2 separate regions of the Zea mays genome follow, and region 2 is linked to region 1. Evidence: chromatin contacts called from public Hi-C data. All regions are on one chromosome and are shown on one strand. The core of a region is the stretch at or near the end of the contact, and the rest is flanking DNA. Distances in the headings are between cores, read along the strand shown.

Evidence for each region. A called contact is a pair of places that touch in the nucleus more often than the background predicts.
Region 2: a contact with region 1 is called in a Hi-C map of endosperm, with 2.5 times the contacts expected there. The contact joins the promoter of LOC100192768 here to the promoter of LOC103626132 in region 1. A contact is called at or near these places in 2 of 25 Hi-C or Micro-C datasets (bundle sheath and endosperm).

What each region holds. Positions count from the first base shown.
Region 1 is chr5:25,260,038-25,266,250 of Zm-B73-REFERENCE-NAM-5.0, reverse strand. It overlaps LOC103626132 (phosphatidylinositol 4-phosphate 5-kinase 9), which reads left to right and starts at 2,568. Exons shown (of 10, transcript XM_008646519.3): 1 at 2,568-2,992; 2 at 3,263-3,330; 3 at 4,374-5,641. The coding sequence starts at 4,392.
Region 2 is chr5:25,594,290-25,600,502 of Zm-B73-REFERENCE-NAM-5.0, reverse strand. It overlaps LOC100192768, which reads left to right and starts at 3,789. Exons shown (of 5, transcript NM_001347650.1): 1 at 3,789-3,969; 2 at 4,096-4,313; 3 at 4,416-4,580; 4 at 4,686-4,921; 5 at 5,012-5,441. The coding sequence starts at 3,897. The coding sequence ends at 5,267.

The DNA of each region.
Region 1 (6,213 bases), core at 1,319-3,818:
ATCATAAACAAATGATTGTGTTAATCTTATGTACAATGATAAATTTTAATTAATATTAAAAAGTATAATTTCGAATATATTAGATTATTGGAGTTTTAGAGTCCAAAATATAAATATACTTAATAACCAAAAAGATTATAATTAGAGTCCAAAATATAAATATACAAGGTATAAATAAACAGTGACTTGATGATTTTATAAAGTACTCCGTACTTCCATAGGGTGGGTTACTTATGTGCATGGTACTTGCGTCACGCAGTTTGAATAAACAAAAACAAAAACAAAAAATATCTAGATGAATAAATAAATTTGTCACAAAAACAAAAAAACTAGATGAAAAATAAATCTGGACGGACAAATCAGCGACATAAACGAAAAATATGGACAACAAAAAACAAATTAGTGATAAAAAAATACGTCCATCGTGGAGCTTGAACCCACAACCTCAAGGTTAAAAGTCTTGTACTCTACCGACTGAGCTAGACATACTTTGTTGTTACATATCCGAGCTCGGCGCCATAGATCTTGGCGCCATAGATCTTGGCGCCGAGCTCGGTACCACGTTGGCGCCACGTCGTTCAGGTTGGGCCAGCGTAGCACGCACCTCGGCGCCATAGCCTATGGCGCCGAGCTGTGTTACCTCGGCGCCATTGGCTATGGCGCCGAGAAAAGGGTCCAAAAATGACATTAAAATTTTCTAAGGTCCAAACGTGAATTTTTTTTTGAGGAAGAGCTAAAATATAAAAAATTCGGGTAGGGTGACAGCATTTGTCTAATCTTATGAGGGCTATATCATACTTTCTCTATTATTATAAAATAATTTATAATTTAGGACGGGAGAGTATATAAAAGGTTTAGTTTTCTAAGTCAGATCAGTCTAAATTTGATCAGATGGCCATCTATACTGACTGATAAGGACATGTACAACTTAGAGCCTTTAGTTTGGTTTTTCAAGTGTAAAATATAGACCGAGCGCATATATCATAAATATAGTTATTATATAAAAAAATCGTGAAGAGACAGACTCATCTCTCTGATTTTTTTTCACTTAACCTTTAGAGACCCGCTCAAGAGGCCTCTTAGTTAATGGAGTTAGAGCAACTACAATAGTTCTCTAAACAACTCTCTAAATCTTAAATTTAAGAAGTAAATAGAAAAATACTTCTCCAATGGTTCTCTAAATAGACTTGCTAAATTTACTTAGTTGCTATTCAACTCTATTTACTCTCCACATTTAGCAACTCGGTAGGAACTCCCTAAATACAGTTGACGTCAATTTCTTCACACTAGCGTGATTATTTTTCACTTTCCCACACAGTGAGGTAGACAGGTATAACACACTCTTTTTTCACTTTCTAGCATGAGATAACTAAGTCAAACATGTATGACACAAGTTTCTCCTTCACCATCGAACCCAACTTCCTCATAGGTTGCGCCACCGGACCACCACTCCTCCATAGTTCATATTGACCGGCTTTTTCTCTTTCGCCCTCACATAGGGGCAGGGCCGCTAAATCTAGATTCAAAATCGAGCTACTTCATAAATATGAGCAACTATTGGAGACTAAGTTATTTTTTACTTTCAATAGCTATTTAGCAACTTGCTAAACATGATTTTAGCAAGCTATTTTTTAGAGAACTATTGGAGTTGCTCTTATGCATGCCTTAAGCTGATATCCCAATCACCACACCACTAGCATGTGGGGCTCATACGGGCATTGACTTTTGATGTGGGGTGCTGACCCACCACAATTGCCCTAGGATAGTCCCGCCACCAATGTACTATCGCTACCCTGCTTTGCCTCGTACAATTAACAAATAGAAAGTCCCTAGCCGTTCGATCGCCTAGAAGGTAACGGAAAAAAAAAACGAAGCAGAAGAAGTGCAAGCCATCGCTCTTTTGGTCTGGTCGTAGTAGCATCAATCACTAGACGCTCCCTCCAATGAAGCCGCCGTGGCGGCGCCGAGAGCAGTCAAAGAAAATGCCATTTGCCTTCAAAAATCAAGCCCGAAAATTTAATCACCGGGACACATAGTACTATCTCTTACTCACTCCGTCAAGAAATGACAAACATATTTATTATTAACTCCGTTCTCGAATATTTATTATCATTAGTTTATTTTAACTAAAATATGACAAATAAAAAAATGGAGAGAGTACTTTTTTTTTACAAACTGTAACCGATAGTTAGTTAAGTCACATATACAAAATTATGGCATAAAGCTTAAATGAAGGCACGATGTTCAGATAATATTAATCCTCTAGCAAGTAACAGTATATTGTAAGGGAAAATGAAGCTAAAAAAATGTGTTTCGCCTGACTTTTGCTCCCATCAAACGTGTAACGGCGAGGGAAGTATTATTTTAGTAGTTCAAGTTCTGATAGTGCATGGAACTTTTTTTTGCTCTTATCTGGCCTCGTACGTACCCAATCACGGCCGAATTGACATTTCACATCTACTTACTTAATTTGGGGGTAATACAGGCCCCAGAGCTAAAAGATGGAAAGATTAGTAAAAGTAAGCAGAGGCATTGATAAAATAGTGTAAAAGGGACGTCCATTATTATATATAAGTATATACTAATAGTTTGTTGTTTCCCTTTCAATCACCTAGCTTTTCGCCCCTTTTTTTTCCCCCACGACCAGGATCGGTGAGCGAGTCCAAGCGGCCAAATCCAATCGCTAACCACCGCCGGCGTCCTCGTCTACGTCTACTACCTGCTCTGCTCTCTCTCCCCCACAGGCCCCGCAGCATCCACACGAGGACTTCAGAATCAGCAGCAGCCAGCAGGCAGCAGCTCAGCGAGACAGACGCGTCCGGGGCTCCCCTCCGCGCGCCCGCCGATCAAGGATCAACAACACACGGGGACGCCTCCCGTCTCCTTCATTCCCAGCCTGCACTGCGCCGCCCCAGACGCCCGCGACCCTCTCCACCTCCTCCGGCGAATACCGTTCCTCCCCGGCAAGCTACCCTCCGATCCTTTGTTCCGGGTGAGTCTACGCGCAGCGCTTCCTCCCGCGGCCGGATCCCCATCGGCGCGACGCGATTCGTGGATCCGGCGGCCGGGGTCTTCGCCGTCCACAGCAGTACAGCATCGCTTCTCAGTCCTCCTCCTCCCCTTGCCTCTAGTCTGGCAGCGCACCCCTGCCTCCACTAGTCCACTGTCCTTTTTTTACATGGAGACTAGAGTTGACCCTCCGCACGGATCCTCTCCGTCCTCACCCTCTTCTCCCTCTCCCTCCCTCTCCATATCTCTGCAGGTCTGCGAGGTAGTACCGTCGACGAGGCCTCCCTCCCCTCCGGCGAGCCCCCCTTCCGAAGTCGTGAGGTAATCCTGCCCGGCTGCCCCCCACTCCTTACCCCTCCTGTAGTCTTGTGTAGGTGCAACTCTTCTGAAAATAAAGTTCACAGTTGACGATTAGGGCCATGCAAAACTACAATGATCATCCGTGTACCTCCGCTCACTGAGTTAGACATGATCAGTTGTTTTGCTTTTATAAAGAAAAAAGTAAAAGTAAAAAAGAAGACTATATTCATGATTCTCAAACTCTGAACCATATCGGTGTTGTCTCTAGTATACTTGCTTACGTATGTGTGGTACATGATTAGGCTGAGCTGTGTAGAGGTTAGAGATAATTGTGAGCCTATTTTTCTTTTCATATATGAGTTGATATGTACCTACAAATTCCTAGTTGCAATTTATCCTTAATAAAAAATCTTTACAAATTGTTTTCCACACATCATTGTAAGATTAAAGAAAGGCACATGGAGGCTACAGTTAAAAAAAAATCTGCCCTACCCAAAGCACAATGCGAAACGCCTTAAGGTAAATCTTGATTCTTCCAGATTAAGCAGGATTCATCAAACAGTCAACAGTTGGGCCTTTCGGCTTATGCATGACATAAGGTAAATAAGAAAGGACCGTAGTAAATTCAGCAAGATTGAGCAAAATTCCTTCCAAACACCTTAAGGTGAAATAAGGTAAAGGATCAAGTAGTCCAGATTAACGCCGTCCTATCGTTCTCTCAGTAGGACAGATTGTTTGTTGTAGCCTCTCTGCGCCCTTCTTTAATCTTATAGCAATTTGCGGAAAAAAAGGAACTGAGCCGTAGCTCAGTGGTATGCTCGGCAGTTACGAGCGGCCGGTCCTGGGTTCGATTCCTATCGCCCACGATTTCCTACCCATTCAGGTGGGAGCCTCTCCCTCCGGTGACAGTAAAAAAAAACAATTTGCGGAAAAGGTTCCTAAAATGGAATGTTTATAACTTGGTTAATTCCAGTGCATCTTATATAACAGAATGGCTTACATATCTCATCTAACCTTTCTCAGGCAGTGCTTTTGATATTAGTTTTTGCATTTTTGTGGATCAGTCCTCCCAGGGTTTATGCATGACAGCCCCTGTGTCTCTTCCAAATGAGCTAGAAGCGGTCTCCCATTCTGCAAGGGTTGAGTTATTCCGAGACGCTAGTTGCAACATAGAAAATGAGGTGTTGGCCAGTTTGGGAAATGGCCAAGATTCAACTGCTGTTGGAGCAACTCCTGGTTTCAGAGTTGGAGAGATCAGGTTTGCTAATGGAGATATTTATTCTGGCACATTGTTGGGGAACACACCAGAGGGTTCAGGCCAGTATCGCTGGTCAGATGGTTGCACCTATGATGGTGAGTGGAATAAAGGGATGAGGCATGGGCAAGGAAAGACGGAATGGCCATCTGGAGCCACCTATGAGGGTGAGTATTCTGGTGGCTATGTATATGGTGAAGGTACCTATAAGGGTCCAGATAAAATCATTTACAAGGGACGATGGAAGTTGAATCACAAGCATGGACTTGGACATCAGACATATCCAAATGGAGACATGTTTGAAGGTTCGTGGATTCAGGGAGAAATAGTAGGTCATGGGAAGTACACGTGGGCAAACGGGGACACTTACGTTGGCAACATGAAAAGTGGCAAGATGTCAGGGAAAGGAACTCTTACATGGAAAAATGGGGACTCGTATGAGGGTAACTGGATAGATGGCATGATGCATGGGTATGGAATCTATACATGGAATGAATGTGGGTATTATATTGGAACATGGACAAGGGGACTGAAGGATGGGAAAGGTAAATTCTTTCCGAAAGGTTGTAGAGTACCTGTTAACGACGAGATGTATATCAATAATCTAAGAAATCGTGGTGTACTGCCTGATATTAGAAGGCAGAATCATGGTTCACGCATACTTCACTCTTCCTCGGTTGACATGGGGAACATGAAGGTTGGTATGGCTAGGCAATCTTCAGATGTTTTGTTCAAAAGGAATTCAGCTGAGCAATCTTCTTTGAAGAATGTGTCTTTGGAAAGACGGTGGAGTCTTGAGGTGGCTATTGAAAAATTTATTGGCCATGAATCCAGCGAAAGTTCTGGTCTAGAAAGCTTGGAAAACTTGAGTGATTCTCGTTTGCCCATACTGGAAAGAGAATACATGCAAGGTGTTCTAATCAGTGAGGTGGTTCTTGACAGGAGTTTTTCAGACTCCTCAAAGAAGACAAAACGCCGCCAGAAGAAAACGGTGAGGGACACAAAAAAGCCTGGAGAGACAATAATTAAGGGACACAGAAGCTATGATTTAATGCTCAGCCTGCAGCTTGGAATCAGGTAGCACCTCCTGATATCATGGTTTCAGTGACAGTATGCATTCTTTTTTTTCCTGTTCATTGTTTGTTCAGCTATTACTGTCCTAGCTACTCCCTACTGAATGTTCTTGTTTATAGAATAATCATCTCTTTCAACAATATAGTAATATCATGCCATATAATAACAGGTCCCTTGTCATCAGGCTCTTGGAACTAACGATGCGTTTTAAAAAAAATGGTTGGTATCATTTATTTATTTAGCTTCTAGAGAGTAATGAACTAATGCTGTAAGGTTTGCTTGATGTGCTAGCACCAGCAAGTAGTGGTTGCTTTAAAAAAAATGCCAAATACTGTCTCTCTCATAAACACATTACAGATATAGTTTGGAACTTACCCCATTCAATGTTTGTAGTGCCATTTGCACGTTACATTGAGAAGTTTGAACTACAAGTAGTGTTTGCTGCCTTACTGGCTCCTAGCTTGCAACATGTGCTTTTTCATGTCAGGAACTGCTAGATCCTGCAACGTACATTTTTATTTAATTAAATCCGAAGTTATGATGGTTACAGATTGTTTTAAGTATATTTCAAACCG
Region 2 (6,213 bases), core at 2,540-5,039, 330 kb before region 1:
TCGTTTGGGCCATATTTCGAGGGGGAGAATAGAACGCCTCGTTAAGGAACAGATTCTCCATCTCCTGGACTTCACAGACTTAGAGCAATCCAAAGATTGCATTAAGGGTAAATTGCGAAGCAGATTAAGAAAAATGCTAAGCATAGTACGAGAGTGTTAAAAATTATTCATACAGATAACTGTGGTCCTTTTCTAGTTAGGACAGTAGATGTGTTTATTTCGTTCGTAACCTTCACAGATGACTACTCTCGCTACGGTTATATTTACCCCATTAAGGAAAGATCAGAAGCTTTAGACAAGTTTAAATAGTTCAAAACTGAAGTAGAAAATCAACACGAATTGAACATAAAGATTGTTAGATAAGATCATGGGGGAACCACTATGGGCACCATACTAAGTATGGACAGGTCCTAGGGCCTTTCGCGAGGTTCCTAAGTGAAAATAGTATTGTTGCTCAGTATTCAACACCTGGTGAACCGTAACAGAATAGGGTTGCTGAAAGGCGTAACAGAACACTAATGGATATGGTAAGGAGTATCAGAAAGTTTGGTTTCGAGGAAAACAAGGAAGACGATTCCATTTATGCAAAATTTAGAAAAGGAAAGTATATCTTCCTTGTTCTGTATGTCGATGACATACTTTTAGCTAGTAGTGCTAAGGATCTACCGGCGGAAACAAAAAGGTTTCTTTCCTCGAATTTTGATATGAAAGACATGGGAGAAGCCTCTTATGTTATTGGAAAAGAAATTCACACAGACACTCAAAAGGGAGTATTAGGACTCTCACAGAAGTCATGTATAGAAAACGTACTAAAGAGGTACAATATGCACAAGTGTAATGTCTCGTTTGGTCCAATAATCAAGGGTGATAAGTTTGGAGAATATCAGTGTCCCAAAGAATCAGTATGAGAAAAAATATAAACTCAATACCATATGCTTTAGCTATTGGAAGCATTATGTATGCTCAAGTATGTGCTCACCCTGACTTAGCATTTACCACCGGGATGCTTGGACGCTATCAGAAGAATCCAGGCATAGATCACTGGAAAGCAGTCAAGAAGGCTATAAGGTACCCGCAAAGTACTAAAGGTCTCATGCTTACGTATAGAAGATCTAGTCCCCTAAAAATAGTTGGTTATGCAGATGCCGACTGGGGGGCGTAGAGTACACTAAAGTCCACTTTAGGGTATATATTTATGCTCTCTAGAGGAGCTATTTCTTGGAAGAGTTGCAAACAGACAGTGAGAGAATCGTCGACAATGCGCGTTGAGTTTGTAGCTACGTATGAGGCAACTGGACATGCGATATGGATAAACAAATTCGTACCCAGATTAAGATTGGTTGATAGCATAGAACGACCACTTAGAATTTATTGCGACAATGAGCCAGCGGTATTTTTCTCCCATAACAATAAGTCAAGTGGCGCTGCTAAGTATATTGACATTAAGTGTTATATTTTTAAGGAGAAGATTCTGGATCACACCATTGAAGTTGAGCATATAAGAACCCATCAGATGCTTGCAGATCCGCTCACAAAAGGTCTTCCATCCAGTGTGTTTAGTAAGCACGTAGCCAGCATGGGATTAAGGGAGTACCTATGACCCTGAATCATAGGGGCTACATATTGCAATCTTGTAAAGTCTTTTCGTTCTGAAGCAGGGGAGCATGTTGTAGTCAATGAGTGCAGTGATACTTAATAGATCATTGTCACACATTGGTCTCTACGTGTAAATTTGTCAAAGTATGGAATTCATAAAAATTTGAGTGAGAGGTATGTAGAGAACAAAGGGGAGATTGTTAGGATGTGTCCTCTACACTAGCCGGTTAACAGTAACCAAGGTAGGGTTAATCCTAACCGTCTAACCGCGCCCTTGATCGAGGGGAGGGGTATCCTAACCGTTGGTTTCAGACCCCGGTCACACGACGCCATATAAATAGATTAAGGGGGCCGACGGGTTTAGCCAACACTAATCACTCGACCACAAAACCCTAATCAACATTCTATGAGGAACCGATCTCCTAGGCGCTTGGAGTGACTGGAAGAGCTGTGACTATATCTTAGATCCCCATCTCCCCATCGGGACCGGGATTTGAGCCTCCACTGTAGGTGTCACTGGAGGAGTCGATCCACCACCGATCAACGACGAAAAACAGTCTCCTCGTCACACGCAGCAAGATCGAGGAGGAGGAGGAGGCGGCGGGTCTTCACTGCAAGACGCCACCGCGATGGTGGCTATGAACAATAATGAAGGTATTGTAGTTGCGGATTGATATTTTAGAGGCTTATGAATCGATCCTAGGCACTATAGAATCTAACAAAACACAATGGTGAAACCTATTCTATATTTTGACAATTTCTTAAAATAGTCAATTTTAGTTGTCAACAATAAATATAGAGGGTATGGATTTTTGTGGATAAACTACAAAATTTTCTTATAAATTATAAATTTATTTTTTTGGAGATGACGAGGACCTAACTAATATCGTACAAAATTTAATGGATACCCAGTGCATTAAACCGAAGCATATGGACTTTTGGATTCTAGAAGCGGGTGACAAAGGATTGTCTAACCAACATGTGATTTGAAGAGAGAGAGACGGGTGGCAGTGTCGCATAAGTGCCTGGATGTCAATAGGCGAAGCGTCAATGAAATTCCAACAGTCAATTAACAAGTCTCCACGTGATTTTGAGTTTCTGACAATGCGCTTCACGTATTATTATGTCACTACGTACTGGTAATAGAGTAAGAAGCCTATCATTACAAACAAAGTAAGGATAGACTGTTCGGTTCTGATTTTCTAGATTGTGGTTGCAGCTGCAGCAATACACCAGTGGCTTCTCTTTACTCAGTGTTATGATAATTTAGTCTGCTACGAGTAGGGATGGCAATGGATCACCATTCAAATATCATTTTATAAAAAGTTATAGCCCTTAAATAATTTTGGTTTAAAAATGAATAGTAATAAAACTTGACCATAATCCATCGAAATACATGTATTATCTCAGTTTTTTTTGGAAAAAAAACAAGCAATGATAAGTTTAACTAAATGTATAAAAATATGATACTAAATTAAGATTGCTCTGGTTTAATTTGAAATTACAAGTCATTCTGACTTTTATAAATACATAGTTTTTAGATGTAGATAGATATAATGTATTGATAAATACTAAAAGTAGATATCTAGAATAGCAAAAGCAGTTATAATATAGAATGGCCAGAGAGTATTAGATTAATCATATAATATAATTCTATACTGAAACTATTTAAAAAAATAATGCCGTATTGTATAGAGCTAGTTAGATTTGAATCGATTAGTTTTTCAGAAAACAAAGACGCCATCTTTTTCAAGCGCAGCTCGGCGTGGAAAAGGAGACAAGAAACCATTATTGTACTGTGAGTAGGCCCCCAAATGGTCTTGGACGCCACTGGTGCGGACGTGCGGTGATGCTGATCGATGGATTCTACGGTTCCTGCCTGTCAAGTGTTTGTCCTCGTCTCGTCTTCGGAAAACAACAAACGACAAGTCCAAGGCAGAGTAGGCACGTGGGAGACTGATCACCGTGTCTGAATCAGGGATTACATTTTCGGTTTGGAATTTGGGAAAACCCCGTTTTATTTGACTTTTGAATTTCAGATTTTAGACCGAAATATACCAAAAACTGGATCGAAAATTGCATATCGGACTGGACTGAGTACGAAAAAAAAAATACCGAGGGAAAGTTCAAGTGTTCAACCTTGAATGGCCATGGCCTTCTTTTCGTTTTCGTTTTTTTTTTGAAGAACAGACAGACTTGAAAGTTGAGATATCTCACTAATCCCCAAAATGTCCCTATAAAACTGATGATCTGCTGATGAGACATCCCACTCGCCGGCCGTCCTTGAAGAGCGAGCAGCAATGGCGCAGGAGATCGAGCACACCCACCTCCCCATCCGCGGCCTCAACCTCCACGTCGCACAAGTAGGCACAGGTGAGTCCTCATCGTTGCTTTGAGCCGATGGATCCCAGCGGAGCAGGCAGAGTATCGATCATTCATGGGCTACGGCCTGCGGGCCGCACGGCTGGCCGGCTGGTGCCGTTGGTTCGTGTGCCGCAGGTGAACTGGGCACGGTGGTGTTCCTGCACGGCTTCCCGGAGATATGGTACTCGTGGCGCCACCAGATGCGGGCCGTGGCCGCGGCGGGGTACCGCGCCATCGCGCCGGACTGCCGCGGGTACGGCCTGTCGGAGCAGCCGCCGGAGCACGAGGAGGTCTCTCCTGACGACCTCATCGCCGACGTGCTGGGCATCCTCGACGCCCTCAGCGTCCCGAAGGTAAAGCAGCGGCTGCGGCGGTAGCCCACCGAACGGGACGAAAAGGAGGAGCGTCCAATCCATGTCTCCAAGATCTGAGCTGCTGTTGCCGCGCGCGTGCAGGCGTTCTTGGTGGGCAAGGACTTCGGCGCCATGCCGGCGTACGAGTTCGCGCTGCAGCACCCGGGCCGCACCCTCGGCGTGGTGTGCCTGGGCATCCCCTTCAACCCGGCTCCCATGTCCTTCGACGCCATCATGCCCGAAGGATTCTACATCCTGCGCTGGCGCGTGCGTAGCCGCCCGCCACTGACTGCATACATACAGCTCTTGCTATTCTAGTATTCTTCTTCTTCTTGAGCTGGTGTTCTCCTTTTGCTTTCTCTTCTTGTTCAGGAGCCGGGCAGGGCGGAGGCCGACTTCGGCCGGTTCGACGTGAGGCGCGTGGTGCGCACCATCTACGTGCTCTTCGCCGGCGCCGAGATCCCGATTGCCAAGGAAGGGCAGGAGATCATGGACCTGGCCGACCTGTCCACGCCCCTCCCGGAGTGGTTCACCGAGGAGGACCTGGACGCCTACGCCAAGCTCTACGAGAAGTCCGGCTTCGGGTACCCGCTCAAGATGCCGTACAGGTAGCCACTCCTTTCGCCGGCCAAACGGCAGATCTCTCTGATGTTCATTAATTGCTTTTTTGGCTTCCATGGGAAAATTTGATTGCGCAGATCTATGCACAAGCTCCCGAACCGGCTGGACGCCAAGTTCCAGGTGCCGGTGTTCATGGTGATGGGGGAGAAGGACTACGCGTTCAAGTTCCCGGGGTTCGAGACCGCCATGCGCGGCGGCGTCATGGACAACTTCATGCCGGACCTCAAGATCACCTACATCCCTGAGGGGAGCCACTTCGTGCAGGAGCAGCTCCCAGAGCAGGTCAACGACCTGCTACTCGGCTTCCTCAGGGACCATCCCTCCGCCGCATAAGCAGCGGGTGAGACCGTCAGAATAATGGAATGCTTCCTGAGCAACGGTTTCTCTACTCTATTGCCGTTGCCTGGATCCATGACCGTGTTAATTAATTAATTAGTACATATACCTCCTACTCAAATCAGATGTACGGTTTTTTTAATCTGCAATAAAAATCATCGTTGCTGCATTACTCGATCCGTACCTTTGCGTAGAGGTTCTTTTGATTTAGATAACGGAGTGAAGTCTACTCAGACTGACCGCAGCGCACCCCTCCCCCCTAGCACTGTAGACGCGTAGAGGCGCTCTACACGCCCAGCAGTGGCCTCCAAATGGCCCCCTACGCGCTACAGTGCTAGGGGAGGCCGCACAGGTCCTCTAGATCAAGGGGAGCACTGTAGCGCCCCCTTGCACAGTGCTCCCCTATTTAATAGTTTAAAAAAATAGTAATAAAAGATAAATATGGTTAGATAATAATATTTTATAGTTGTAGTGGGGTATAGAGGGATAATATAGGGGGAACCGCTGCGGGAGATGAAAATTTAGGGGGTGAAATGTTGATGATGTGACTTAAAAAAGTGATATAGGGGGAAAAATTTAGGGGGAACCGCTGCGGATAGCCTCAGCCGAGGCCAGTGTCAGTAAGGTAGCGTTTGGAAGGAGGGACGAATAAGGACGAGGATGGATAAGATAGGATCATTCTAATTTGACTCGCGTTTGATTTAGAGGTTCAGAGTTAGGGTTAAGAAATATTCTTTAAAAATGATGGATGAGGTCATTCCTAAAAAAAATAAGGGACATGATCAGCACAGTATTGATCCCGTCCCATCTCTCGTTGACACCGAACCAAACACTACCTAAGAGTTTTACTTTTACTCCCTCCGTCTCAGGATATAAGGCGTAACCACTTTTTATTCTTGTCCCACAATATAAGGCGTGCTCTCTCTATGCATACGTATATCGA